Regions from separate parts of the Anas platyrhynchos genome. Here region 1 is linked to region 2. The links are chromatin contacts, called in public Hi-C maps. All regions are on one chromosome and are shown on one strand. Each heading gives the region's core, a stretch centred on a gene start, on an enhancer-like site or on the middle of the called end of the contact. The rest is flanking DNA. Distances are from core to core; before and after follow the strand shown. Region 1 holds the start of OPTN (optineurin). Region 2 overlaps CAMK1D (calcium/calmodulin dependent protein kinase ID).

What was found. Hi-C and Micro-C count contacts between places; a contact is called where the count stands out from the background.
Region 1: a contact with region 2 is called in a Hi-C map of small yellow follicle, with 4 times the contacts expected there. The contact joins the promoter of OPTN here to the enhancer-like site in region 2. A contact is called at or near these places in 7 of 8 Hi-C or Micro-C datasets (F1 follicle, F5 follicle, liver and 3 more).

The regions. Positions count from the first base shown.
Region 1 is chr1:7,013,724-7,020,482 of IASCAAS_PekinDuck_T2T, forward strand. It overlaps OPTN (optineurin), which reads left to right and starts at 3,402. Exons shown (of 14, transcript XM_027460521.3): 1 at 3,402-3,533; 2 at 4,380-4,559; 3 at 6,336-6,538. The coding sequence starts at 4,394.
Region 2 is chr1:6,876,385-6,883,358 of IASCAAS_PekinDuck_T2T, forward strand. All of the region lies in intron 3 of CAMK1D (calcium/calmodulin dependent protein kinase ID), which reads left to right. Among named protein-coding and RNA genes, the nearest start is that of CCDC3, 110 kb to the right of the region's middle. Within about 2 kb of position 2,962, at least 4 of the 8 cell types and tissues checked have an H3K27ac peak or open chromatin away from gene starts, as enhancers often do. A contact at or near this core is called in F1 follicle, F5 follicle and small yellow follicle, where this site is marked.

The DNA.
Region 1 (6,759 bases), core at 2,152-4,651, 140 kb after region 2:
CCTGTGTGTTACTCATGACCTGCAGAATGGACAAACCAAATCATGACCAGAGACAGTGGTGAAAAAAAATATCTGAATAAACTATGTGGGCCCAAACAATAGCTTTCTGAGTTGTATTCCCACTATGCTGATGTGTTAAAACAGTGTTTCATGCAAACACTGTAACATTCCTTAGCTATAAAGCAGTATTTCCTTATCATTTAAAAAAATCAAACTTTATTTTTTTTCTTTTTTTCCACAAGCCTCTTTGGTTATTTATCTTCCCATTACCCCTATCTGCAAAGATTTCAGTTTCTCTTTGCCTTTTAAAAAAATGTTTCATTGCAATTAAGATCAGATTATATCACTTCTGATTCCCAAGAACCCCTAACTCTTCAAAGAATTGCAAGATACACATATTTACTGGCAGTAAAGTACATATCTAAATAATAAATTGTTCCCTCAAAACTTGGATATTTTGCTGTTTAAATAAGATCTGTTCCCAAAAATTGACATTTGGTAATAAAATCAGATCTGGGATCGCTGTGGGAACAAACAGCTATAAGAAGCATAATCAAATGGAAAATGTTTCCTTAAATTGTGCTGTCAAGTAAAACTCAGTTGGTCTTTGTTGCTCTTCTTTTGTCTTTGCTGCACACACAGTAAAGTCCTCCAGTTTGCCAGAACTTAGTCCAGAGCTCAAATAAAAAAAAGTCACAATTAGCTAGTGCTAGTATTACTGCTCCTTGTCCTCACAGAGGCTATGTTTACTGCCTCTCTCTGTCTTAAATGCTCATCTAACATATCAACCATGGATGCCGTGATGGGAGGCAGCAGTAATGCAAAGATCTCACTCCCACAAGCATAGGAGATCTCAGCGTATCTCCAAGGAGATGGATTCCCTTTCTTAGCAGTATAAGCAGAAAGCACGTGCATTATGGACTCAACACACATAAATCTACTATGAAACCTGTTCTTCACCATGTAGATGGTCCCAAATGTTTTCTGATTTTATTTCTGGGGAGACTGGTAACCTACAGCCAGGGTTTGAATGCTGACATTTCTCAGCTGATGACCTAGTAAAAGGTCATCATCTAGATGGGTCCACTGTCCACCACCCTTCTTGCCCTTGTAATAGTAAGTTTTTGGCTTACTCCACAGAAAGTCACAAACTGCACCAACCACAATGTTTAACAGACATTAATAGGCCATGTCCCTTGAGTGTGGTGAATCCCTTCCTAATCTAGTCATCTCTACAGTACCCTGTGGCAATATTTACCAAAATGTAATTATGGTCTTGTATGAAAAGCACCTCATTTTGTTCAATTTACAGCAGTTGTCTGATCATTTCTTGGGGCACTTTTTAGTTCTACTGTAATGAGAAATCTTTCCTAACCAATCCTATTGATGTTGTTTTTCTATTCCTTCAGTAAACAAGGGGAACTGGAAGTTTTAGTTAAATTTTAGGGCTATGATATTATCTGCCTTACTGAGACATGGTGGGACCATTTACTTGCCTGAAGTGCTTGGACAGATGGTTACAGGCTCTGCAGGAGAGAGAGGTGGAGAAGGAGAGGATTACATTAGTGAATGCCTAAACTACATGGAGCTTGGTTATGGTGATGAAAAAGTTGAGTTTCTTTGGCTAAGAGTCAGAAGAAAAGCTAATGAGGCAGATATTATGGTAGTAGTCTGATACAGACCACCCAACCTGGATGAAGAGGTAGATGAAATATTCTGCAAGCAACTAGCAGAAGTCTCACGATCTCTGGTCCTTGTTCTCATGGGGGATTTCAAATTCCCAGATGTCTGTTGGAAATACAGTATGACAGAGAGAAAACGGTCTAGGAGGTTCCTGAGTGTGTGGAGGATAACTTCTTGACAGAGCTGTTGAAGGAGCAAGCTAGAGGGGGTGCCCCACTTGACCTGCTGTTTGCAAACAGGGAAGGACTTGTGGGTGATGTGATGGTTGGAGGCTGTCTTGGGCACAGCGATCACAAAATATTAGAGTTTTTGATCTTTTGGTGAAGCAAGGAAGGCAGTTAGGAGAACTGCTACCTTGGCATTCCAGAAGGCAGATTTGGGCTAATTTAGAGACCTGATTGACAGAGTCCCTTGGAAGGCAGTTCTGGAAGACAAAGGAGTGCAAGAAGGCCGGACTTTCTTCAAGAATTAAATCCTGAAAGCACAGGAGCATGTCATCACAGTGCTCTGAAACTCAAGCTGGCAGGGGAGAAGACCAGCCTTGCTAAACAGAAACTCGGAAAAAAAAAAAAAAAGTTTATGAACTCTGGAGGAAGGAGCAGGCAATGCGGGACTATAGAGCTGTTGTCAAGTTGTTTAGGGAGAAAATCAGAAGCCCAGCTGGAACTCAGTTTGGCTAGGGCAGTAATAGAGAATAAAAAATGCTTTCATAAATACATCAACAACAAAAGGAAGAGGACTAAGAAGAATCTCCATCCTTCACTGGATGTGAGGGGAAACATGGTGATGAAAGATGAGGATAAGGCTGAGGTATTTAATGGCTTTTTTGCTTTTGTCTTTATTAGAGAGATCAATTGTTCCCAGGGTACACAGACATCTGAGCTGGAAGATGGTGACCAAGAGCGTGAGGAAGCCCCTGTAATCCAACATAAAAGAGCCTGCCTGATGTGGGCCAAGGCCATGGAGCTGTGAAGGACATAGAGCTCCCTTCTCCATCCCTACCCTACACATGGTTCCTAGCAGGTCCATGAGGTCCATAGCCCCATAGTGGGGGGCTGATGTGGTGGGGTGTGCTGCATCTGTCTTGCAGCATTTGGTTGCATGGGATTTGGCTGCTCTACCACCTACGAGACCTCTACCCTGACAGGAAAAACATAGAGCCCCGTGAAGCAGCACCCAAGAGAGGCCCAGGCAGATGGGGACAGGTCCTCAGAGGAGCCTGTCTTCTTCAGTAGCCCCAGTGCTGGGCTCAGCAGGATGCTCTGCCCTTGGTACACTCCCTTCTGCAGGGTATTTGGGACTGGTGCTGTTTAACATCTTTGGCGGTGACATGGACAGTGTGGGATCGAGTGTATGCTCGGCAAGTTTGCTGGCAACACTGAGCTGTGTGGTGTGGTCGACACACTGGAGGGAAGGAACCTGGAGAAGCCTGAGAGGTGGGTCTGTGTGAACATTATGAGGCTCAACAAGGCCAAGCGCAAGGTCCTGCACCTGAGAGGCTTGTCCCCCTCTGCTCTGCTCTCCTCAGCCCCCACCTGGAGCCTGCGTTCAGCTCTGGGCCCAGCACAAGGACAGGGATGGATCAGAGCGAGTCCAGAGGAGGCCACGAGGATGCTCAGAGGCTGGAGCCCCTCTGCTGTGGAGCCAGGCTGAGGGAGCTGGGGGTGCTCAGCCTGGAGAAGAGAAGGCTCCGGGGAGACCTCCAGTAACACACCCAGGCTCTCCCGACCCTCCTAGCCGGGCAGTGCCGCCCAGAGGCCGCTCGGAGCTGGGGAAATCCCTGAAGGGGGAAGGCGGAGACGGCGGCTGGCGGCGCTGAGCCGAGCCGCCATGGGCACGGCGTGAAGGGGGTGAGCGGGAACGGCGGCGGGCACGGCTGAGGCGATGGGGCCGGGAGGGGACCGCGGAGGTCGCTTGTCCCCATCGCCGGCCTCTGGCGGCCACAGCCGGTGACTCAGCGGCTCCGGGGCGGGCCTAGGGGGAAGGCAAAGGCGAGGGGAGAGCCGTGACTGGGCGCGGAGGCGGCCGCCTCAGCGCCTCCCCCGGTGAAGCGAACTGCGACGGCAAGAGAAAACGAAAGCTGGCAGGGAGGCGGCGGAAATGTAATCCCGGCGGTAAAGGGAACCGAGAGCTTTCCGAGGCCTCCCGGTAGGGCTGTGTGGGTGGACAAGGGGGGCCCCCAGCCCCAGGGAGGGTCCTGCAACCCCGGGGAGGCTGCTGGGTGCACCCTAGGGACGGGGGGAGAGGGTGAAAGGCGGCTTTGCTGCCCTTAAAGGCTTCCTAGTACGCAGGGGAGAGGATTAAAGCTTCCTTTTACGTTTTGTTACCAAAGGAAGGGGCTCCCAGAGAAGGGTTTTAGGCTGAGAGACGTCTCAACATCTCAGTGTTATTCATCCAAGATGTCTCAGGAATTAAATGCTGTATTCATCCAGCCCTCTCTTTCTGGGGGGGGGTAAATGGGATATAGAGGCTCGTGGATGTCTCAGCTTTATTCATCCACTCCTCTCTCTGAGGGGGTTAATGGGACGTAAAGACTCGTGGATGTTTTGGAGTAGTGGGGTCGGAGGGATCGGGTGGTCCCTGCATGCTGTGACTGGATGCGCAGCTCGTCTGGAGGCAATAAAAGTGTCACTGTATTTTCTTTGCAAGTAGCTGTGTGGCAAGAAATGAGAGTTTTCTCTTTACCGACCTTGTAGTGGTCGCTTCAGAGATGTCCAGCAAGGTGCAGAGCCGTCCTGCAGAAAATGGAGAGCATCCCAGGAGCAAAATGGAAAACGGGACAGACGGTGGGGCTGCCCCCACCCTCAGCACATACACACCTGAAGAGATGGTACAGCAGATGAAAGAACTGATCACTGAGAACAATGAGTTAAAAGGTGAATGTCAATGCAGATTTGTCTGGAAATGCAAAAGGAGTCCCTTCTGCATTTTTTTTTCCTTTGCCTTTGAATATGAATTCAGTGTTCATTTGCCCTTGCAGGATAACATATTCTATCTGGGTAGCATTCACTGTACAAGCAACTCTGTAAGTGGCAAGGCCAATTGATAGGATACATCAAGTTGAATCGGTATGGAAGATTAGGGGGAGAACAGCCCGATTTATGGGCTTCAGAACTTAGTTGCTTCAGAACTACACACACAGTCAATATAGCATTGTGTATTTTAGGAGGTTTTGCTCATCAGCCTTTAAGAGCTTTTTTGGTTTGTATTTTAGAATGGTTGGGCATTCACATTACAGATAGACTAACATTTTGTCATAGCTGCATCAGCAAAGTGGATAGTCCACAACATCCAGAATAGTTCTGGTTTGGATATTCTCTGAAAGGTGCTGAATCCTCTCAGGTAGCAAGGAGAATTGAAACAGACTGTTCTACACTGTGTGTAGTAACCACTTTGAAAGTTTAGATGTGGTAGCACCTTCTGTGCTTCAAAATGAAGTAGCAGTCATGGCTGGGTCTGTTTGGGAGAGACCATTAGGTTTCTCTGAAAATGCCTAGTGATTTAAGCTTTTTAGGTGAGAAAGCTTTGTGTCGCAATCCCAAAAGTTTAGGTGTTAGATACTTTTTTTTTTTTTTTTTTTTTTTTAACGGTTAGAGCAAAACCCAAGGGATTTGGGGATTTTCTGCATAAAAGGCAGAGGTACCTAACTGCTTGTATGGTAACAGAGCATGAAGTCGTGTGTCCTGTGTGCTGTGATTTTAACTCAGTGTTCAATTTCCACCTGAATCATTTTTGGACCTAGTGCAAGTTCTCTGCCTTGGAGTCTCATGAGTATCTGGCAGGAAAGTCGCTTCAAGAAGCACCTCTGGTATTCTGCTAAAAGGTCCTATGCCATATAAGATAATGTTTTAGGACCATAATTGCAGCTGCTGTAACTCATACCTTGCAAAATGGCATCAAGACATAAAGGCAGTTACAAGAATATACAATGTATGAAAGATTTTCAAGCAACTGGCTTTGAGAATGTTGCTTTAAGAAGCAAGTTTGAAATCCTTTCATTGACTTTATAAAAATACTGTAAGCATTTTGCTATAACAAGACTGGTGCTGTTACATACTGACTCACTGACTTTGTTACATAAAACTTGCCTTCCTAGTCAGGGTGAGCTGACTTTGCTGTAAGTTATCTGTTACATTTTTTTTTTCCAACATTTTTAATCAAATCTTGACTGAACGTTCAAGCAGAGTATGGTTGAACATATTTGAGACTTTCAGTTTGATATCATCTGCTTTCATGCACTATTTTACCAGCCTAGAAGAAAATCCACTTTCCCTACTGACTCACTTTCATAATCTCTGTTTGGTAGTTTCATTTGGGTTCATCATGCACATAGCACGTGCAGCAAGATAACGAGAAACTTCTTGTGAGAAACTTCATGCTTGTACTTCTTAGCTTGGAAGTAAATCAAGGAGTGAGAGCATATGGGCACGTTATTTCGGCAATGGTTTTAATAGTATTTATTAAAGTGTTAAGGAGCTGTAGTACATTTTGTTTTAGTTCACTAAGACACATGAGAAGGAGGTTTGCATTTCAAACCTAATTACTGCTTATCCCTTTGATACTGAAGAATGCTGAGCCCATGTAGAGGAAATCTGCTGTTTCATTGACATGTGTTACATTGAATCAATGACTTGTCTCTGGCTATCATTTAGAAGCCATGAAGTTGCATAACCAAGCTATGAAGGAGCGATATGAGGAACTTTCCATCTGGCGAGAGAAGCAGAAAGAAGAACGAGAATTCTACGAGACAAAGTTTAAAGAAGCAAAGCAGTGCTTGCTAGCCAAGTGCGTTGAAAATGAACAGCTACAGCAACAGCTTCAGAGCTTAAAGGAAAGAGAAGAAGGAGCAGAAATGGTAAATAAGGAAATTGTTGGATTGACACACTTTGAAATTGACTGAAAGGAACTTTTATGCCCCTTCATCATACTGTGAGGTTTGGAGTTCTGTTAACATTCTCCATTTTTATCTTTATGCTGTAACAGGTAGTCTTGGCCTGACTTATTTTATGAAGTGAGTCTTCTCAGAGTGTAGTAACAGAACATAGTGCCACACCAGAGATAACTATCATTTTAATA
Region 2 (6,974 bases), core at 1,712-4,211:
CACCCCGTGGTTTGAGGCACTTTCCAGGAGTTGGAGATGTTGGCTTGAAGCCCCTGCCCTCCCTTCCAGCTGGAGCAGGGAGTGGAGTTTGTGCCCCGCGTCCCAGGAGCTTTGGTGCTCGCAGTTAGCTGCATGGCAGGTCTTGACCTGTTGGCAATGGGTTATCTGAACCACACGAGTGTTACTAGATGTCCAATTCCCCCTTGAGACACCTAAGTCCCCTTTTAGGCTCACCCTTTGGTGATTTGCTCAGTGTCATGAAGGAAATCAGTGGCAGAGCAAAGCTTGAACACCGGTCTGCTGGTTGGGGCTCTTGCCATGGCCACACTCTTGTGTCCCAGGGTATCATGATGGTCCTGCAGGTCTCACACTGCCCTGCCTGTTGGCATCTGGGGCTTGGGAAGAAGAATTATGGGGTTGTGTGGGGGCTTTTGTGAGTATTAGATGTAATTAGTGCAGTAAAAGTCGTTTCTTTGCCAGCCCTGGTGTTAGTGAGGCCACATTTGGTATGGAGCAGGGGTGGGACCAGATGGACCCAGAGGTCCCTTTCCACCCCGGCCATCCTGGGACTCTGGGATGCTTTAACAGGCCACTGGAGGATAACCAAAGCACTTTGGTCCTTTCCTTAAGACCAGCATAACAGCAGTTTGCTGATTTGACTGCACCAGCTTAGGGAGACTCTGTGCCTTCCTGGCAGTGCCTTGGACTGAACGCCCTCCTTTTTATTACCATTTCTTCTGTTTTCAGCCTCAGAATTGCCATCATGCAGATAATGAGTTGCCCAGACACTTTTGCACTAATACTTGTGCATCAGCATGCAGGCTGCAAGGTGCTGGGTTGCAACAGGGGCAAAGGCTCTCCCTTGCATTATAAACACATACAAGGCACGGGTTTTTTAGGAGCTCAAACAGCATCATTCTTCAGCTAAGTGCACTGAGCTTCTAGTCCTGTGATGCTCAGATCTTGTCTGTATGAGACAGTGTCTGGAGTAGCTACCATACACATGCTTCCTACAGATATGCTGTGTGCCAGAACAAGTCTTAGTGCTCTTAACTAATTGCCCTGCTCCACAAATTGTGTCACAGCTGTGCCACATCCTTCTTCACAACCTCAGGGTCACTGCTGGTCTCACTGGCCACAAACTTGCTTCCTTGTCAAGTCCCGGGTTAACTCTGAGTGAAATCCTCCACCTCTGTAACCAGTGCAGCCCCACGGGTACATCCAGGGCTGCCTCGCTCAATATTTCCCCACTGCAGGATGCCAAAGCTGGATGCATGCAGGACACTCAGATCACTGTGCAGGGCTTGTGAGCCCCACGGTCACAGTGTCTGCTTCATTTTTGTCTCTGAGCTTTTGCAATGCACTCTCACTACCATATTAGCAAAAAAAACCCTCTGTATCCAGCTGTTTTCTCAACTCCCAGGCATTCTTAGTCTGTGTATAAATCACGCAGCCCAGGAGCACAGTGAGAGCTATATTTGCTAGATTATTGTTTGGGTTTGATCTAATCATTAGTTTAGTTTCGGCTTGGGATGGGGGAGGAACTTCTGATTTTAATTTTCACATTGGGCTTGATCTAATCACTGCTTTAGTTTTGATTTGAGGTGGAGGAGGAACTTTTGGTTTTAATTTTCACATAGCTGTGTTTATAACACATGCAAAAGATGCTAAGGAGCTAGGACTGGCACTTAAGAGTATGACTGTAGCATGAAAAAGGAAGATTAAAGCCTTATTTTTTTTTATATCACAGCTGAAATGGTGAAGTCATGCTTTTACCTGCAGAAATGCCCAGGATGTTATCAGATCTTACACCGGCCAAATGAAGTAGACAGCAAGTAAATGTAAATGGAGTCCCTATGAAATGTCCTGAGCTGTTGTGGTGGCATCTCAGAGCACGTTAGCATCATGCCCATCAGCACAAAGATTTATGTCCCCCAGAGGTGGGATAAGGTCTCAGACTGTGTGAGCTGGCTTGCACCTTGTCTGTGGCTGGCAGAAATGATGCTCTTGGGTCATCTCCTGCCACGAACCTCTCTTGAGAGCAGCAAGGCTGAGCTGGGAGGGCAGTTACAGCTGTAATCTGAAGGTGATGCAGTTTCACAGCTTAGGTTTTCGCTGTTGCTTCAGGGTTGCTCATGAATGGGATTTTATGGGGCAGTTTAAGTATGAAATGTGAGACATGGGGGAATTATATCCTGTATGGTCCCCAGGAGGTAAAGCTTAAGGGAAAACTGCATGGGGCACAGCAAAGAGCAGGAGGCAGCAAGATTTGGGGGGGGCTTTGGGATAGTCCTGTTGGATGCTTTGTGGGCTGTGGGAAATAGGGACTGTGTCCTCACTATTCACTCATTCTGCTTTGGGATGGTGCTTTCAAGGAACTGCCTTTGGGATGCTGCTCCTGAGAGGGGGATTTTCATGGTGCTCTCATGTGGGATGGGCACGAGTGTCACCCAGCACCAGCAGTATCTTCAAGCTGCTGGTCAGACCTTGAGAAGATGACCCAGGTACTTGCTGTAAGGTAGAGAGGAGGCTTTGGATGGTGCTGTATTGGGCTTCTGGATGTGGTTTCTGAAGAGCATCTGAGAGCAGCTGGTGCAGTTTTGCTCTTTTTTTTTTTTTTCTTCCCAGTAAAGATTATTTTTTGTATCAGTTATGGCTTTGTTTTTTCAACCATCAGATTCTCCAGTTTGTCATTAATTCACCTACTGAAACATTTTAGGGAAATAGACAAGGGGACGGTAACACAACCTCCTAAACAATTGAGCACGAACTGTAAGGATTTGCTTATTGGCATTGATTTGCTCTCCTGAAAATAAAATTACCATGGGGAGACTTGTGCTGATTAACGAAGAATTAGCCAGAGACTTTTGTTTTCTCTGTCAAGGCAACTCTGTGAAGTGCTGGAGTAGACAGCAGCCTTGGAGCAATAATGTAGAAGCAGATATTTACAGTCTCTCCCAAGGCCATGGGACAGACCCAGTAAAAAACAGAAGGCCTGGCAGTTGGCCAGCCTGCACTGTTAAGAGGCAGGAGCAAATAGCTACCTTTAAAAATAACAGATATAAAAAATCTTCCCTCTTTTCCTGGAGTCTTCATTGTTAGCTTGAACATGTGTCTGTTTTCATCTGCATGATTAGATTCTTGGAATTCATCTCCATGATAAATTGATGATTTCCATTAGAAACATCTCAATGGCCTGGACTAAATCAGCCACCAGTAAGGCAACAATTGAAGAATTATTAAAATAAGCCCAAGGCACATTTCTTTTCTGCAGGACATTCTGAAAACTCTCTCTCTGGTGTTTTGTGCTCTGACTTTATCTTTCAACAAATGCTTTTCCTGCAGGAGTAGACAGGGCTTATCCTTTCAGAATAAAAAGTCGGTTATTGCATGGAATAAAACCAATAGATTTGCGGCTGTGGCACCTGGTTCGGGTCTGCAGTTCTGAACGGGACTGAGCAAGCACGAGGGGTTGGCAGCATCGTCCTTTTATCTCCGTGCCCAGTTGGTTTCACTCAGTGGATTCCCATCATTTTTGGAGGCTGTCCTTTCTGCTGGCCAGTTTTGCCTGGGGCTTTGTCGGCTGCTGGTGGCACCTCATTCCTCCCATGTCCCATGGGGACACCATGGTCAGGGTCTCCTCGTGGAATTCATGAGGAATAACTGAAGAGCAGAAATAGCTCCTTGGTGGCTCACATGCTCAACTGAGGGTTTGGGGTTTGCTTTTTTTTTTTTTTTTTGCTTTTTTTTTTTTTTTTTTCTAGTATGAGGAATTAAGGCCAGATATGGGTTTTTATTTCTTATCATTATTATTTTATTTTTGTAAGAAAATGTCTCTTTTGTGCATCATAAATCTTCTCTTGGGGCCATGAGAGAGTATTTGTGCTGCCCACCCTCCAACCAAAGCACAGTAAATCAGCAGGTCCTCCTGGCCCCCAACATGCCTTATCTGTGCAAGGGGCACAGCTTGGAAATTCTCTGACAGTGGGAGAAGGCAGCTGGCAAGCTGCAATTAGATGTGGACCTTTAGTCACGAGCACTATTCCTGGCCCATCACGAACACATCCTCTGCCAGGCTTCCTGCATGGAGCTGGGAAAGAATGGGTAACACGAAAAATTGCAATGAATGGGGTAGGTGAGAGGGAAGTCTCATATGGGACAGGGTAGGGTGTGCTCGGCATTGTGGATTGCAGAGGGGTTGGAGCAGTGGGGTTTAGAGCAGTATTTTGCCATAAACTGTTTTTAACAGCTTTGGGTTGATTGTGTGTGCAGGTCATCCTTGCTCACCGTGCCCCATGTCCGCTGTCCCCTCTTTAGAGAAGATTGGTTAAGAGAGTAATCCACTTGCATACGATCTAGGGGTTTCCAAATTCAATTTCTGTTACTCCTGGTTCTTACAATGACATTACAAATGGCTTTGCAGCTCCAGTGGAAACTGAATTTACTGACTAAGGATATAATATTGCTCTAAACAGCCGCATAAGTTTTATTTAGCTGAGGCTGCATCCAAGCTGTAATAATTCAGTTTGGTCTCTACCTCAATATTGGAAAAAAATCAGTCTCCACTGTAGAAAATGGGAATATTTTAATTGAACAGTAGTGAGATAAACATCATGAGATGTAGTAAGGTGTAGGACCGAACAAATGATATTCAGAAGAGAGTGGTAATTGGAGACTCTATATTTTATTTAGTTCATTCAGTATTGAAATATGGATATTTAGTACTGGTCCGTATCTGGACCAGGCATGGCCAGATCATTACTGATGCGGATGTAAGCAAAAATTTTCAGCATGGTAACTCTCTTTTCCAAATGAAAAGCCAGAAATCAGCATCACTGTGTGTGCACTCAGCTCCTAGGCATCATTTCACAGAGGCTGTAAAAGTAGCTGCTGAATATCATTTTTTTGGGGGGAGAAACATCAGAATAAGGAAGAATGAAGTTACCAAAACCTAAAAAGAGGAAGGTTGCTCTAAAGAGCAAATATCTAAGGAGCCTGGAGTCAATGTTTAAAGGGATCCAATGATGGGTTATCAAAAATTATCATTGGAAAGAAACCCAATGTAATTAGCCAGTGCGTGTAATTAACCACTGGACAAAGCAGACAAGGGATTAGCAGTATCATCTAAGTCAAGTCTGGACACTTTGCTAAATGATAGTCTTTTGCCTGGCCAGGAGCTATGGATCTGAGGCAAAAATTGTACTGTCTTTGTTTTGTCTGAGGTCAGATTGAATTATCATAATGGCTTTAAAATCTATGAATCTGTCATATTTGATTTTAAATGAGTGAATCAAAAGACTGCCTTAATGTAGGTATGCACATTCAGGCCAAAGTTGAGTGAATAATTCGGTAATTAATTCGATGAGCACGAAGATAAGAACATGAGCATTGTTTTATTGGGTCATACCAAGGATTCATCTCTTCTAGGATTGCTCCTCAGATGACAAAGGCTTCTGCCTTAAATCCACCACCTGCTAATTCTGCTAGGTCCACATTTCTCATGCATGGTGTGAAATAATTGCTTCTATTTCCCTTTTTCATCCTCTATTCTTTTCATGATTTGGTAGAGCTCTATCGTATCTCTTCTGTCACCTCTTTTCTTTGTTAATTTGACCTCTCTTTTCATGGACATGCTGGCTACTCATTTTTTTTTCTCTGTACTTTCCTGGTTTGACTGTACTTTTCCATGATGAGGCAACCAAAGCATCTTCCAGGCTTTTTTCTAGAAAAGGTCGTCAAAGTGGGATTTATCTGAATGAACACAGAAATGGACACTTCTGTTTGACTTATTCTGAAGTGTGAACCCAGCAGCATCACACCCTAGAAGTGCCTCCTTCTTTGCATTGGCTGAAGGAGCTGAGGGCGATAGCCTCACATATAGGAGCTTATTTTGTAGACATTCTACTTTGGGTGAGATGAAATTTGTCAAAATGTTAAAGGTGTGGGTGAACCGTGGGTGTTTACAGGGAGAAAATATTTTCTCCTTTGCATTCAATTTCCTCTCAAACCTTCTGCTTGCTTTCTCATAGCCACAGACCATTTCAAGGAGCTGTCAATGATACCTCCAACATTTCTTTCCTGAACTTATAGATGCTGTACATCCTAAAGTCATGTATGCACAATGGAACGGCATCTTCCATGTATTAAGTTTAGTTACTTACAATTTTTTTTAAGAAATACTTCATTATAAGCAACTAGAATGTTGTAGTTTTCTTTACCAATTCTCTGTGCAAGGTTCTTCACACTTCCTCAAGAGCTGAAGAGCTCATAAATGATGTTTTATTGTATATAAATATAGTTGTAACTTGATAAAATGATACTTATGTAATTTAGAGTTGTGTTGGTCAGTTTGGTTTAATATTTAGCTCCATGTGTATTATTTCTAGCCACTGTTTGCAAAAAATGATTTCTGCAACAACATATCTTGCCCAGTTGACTGCATTTCTTTTTTTTTTGTTTCAAAGTATATTTTGCTTTGTTGTATTCATCTAGAAGAGAGGAACAACTCAAAGTCTATACATATAGTGCACCCTATAGAAAAAACGAAGCAAATGTAGAATTTACATGAGATAGAGGTGATAGAAGGGGCTCCAAAGCTCTATCTGTGCTGAGGCAGGTATCACAATTTTGTTTTAGCATTGGCTGTTTCCGCAGTGATGTCTCTCTGAAAATTTACTTGTGAGAAATCGTGGAAATCAGGCACAGAAGAAGAAATACACATGCAAAAACAAATTTCTATTAAGTATTATTCACGGAAAAGACGAGCAGTTTAAGCACTGGCTGAAAGTGATTTTAGTATATTTTCTGTGGTCCTATTTTTATATTTAGGACAATTCTTCCTACTGCATTCATCTTACATTTCATGATTGTTTACTGTACATTGCGTAATTTATGACATCCATTTTCTGTTACTTTGGTTCTCATAATTTTTAGGTCTGTTCTTCCTAGTTCATGCTGGCAGGACATTGAGGTTG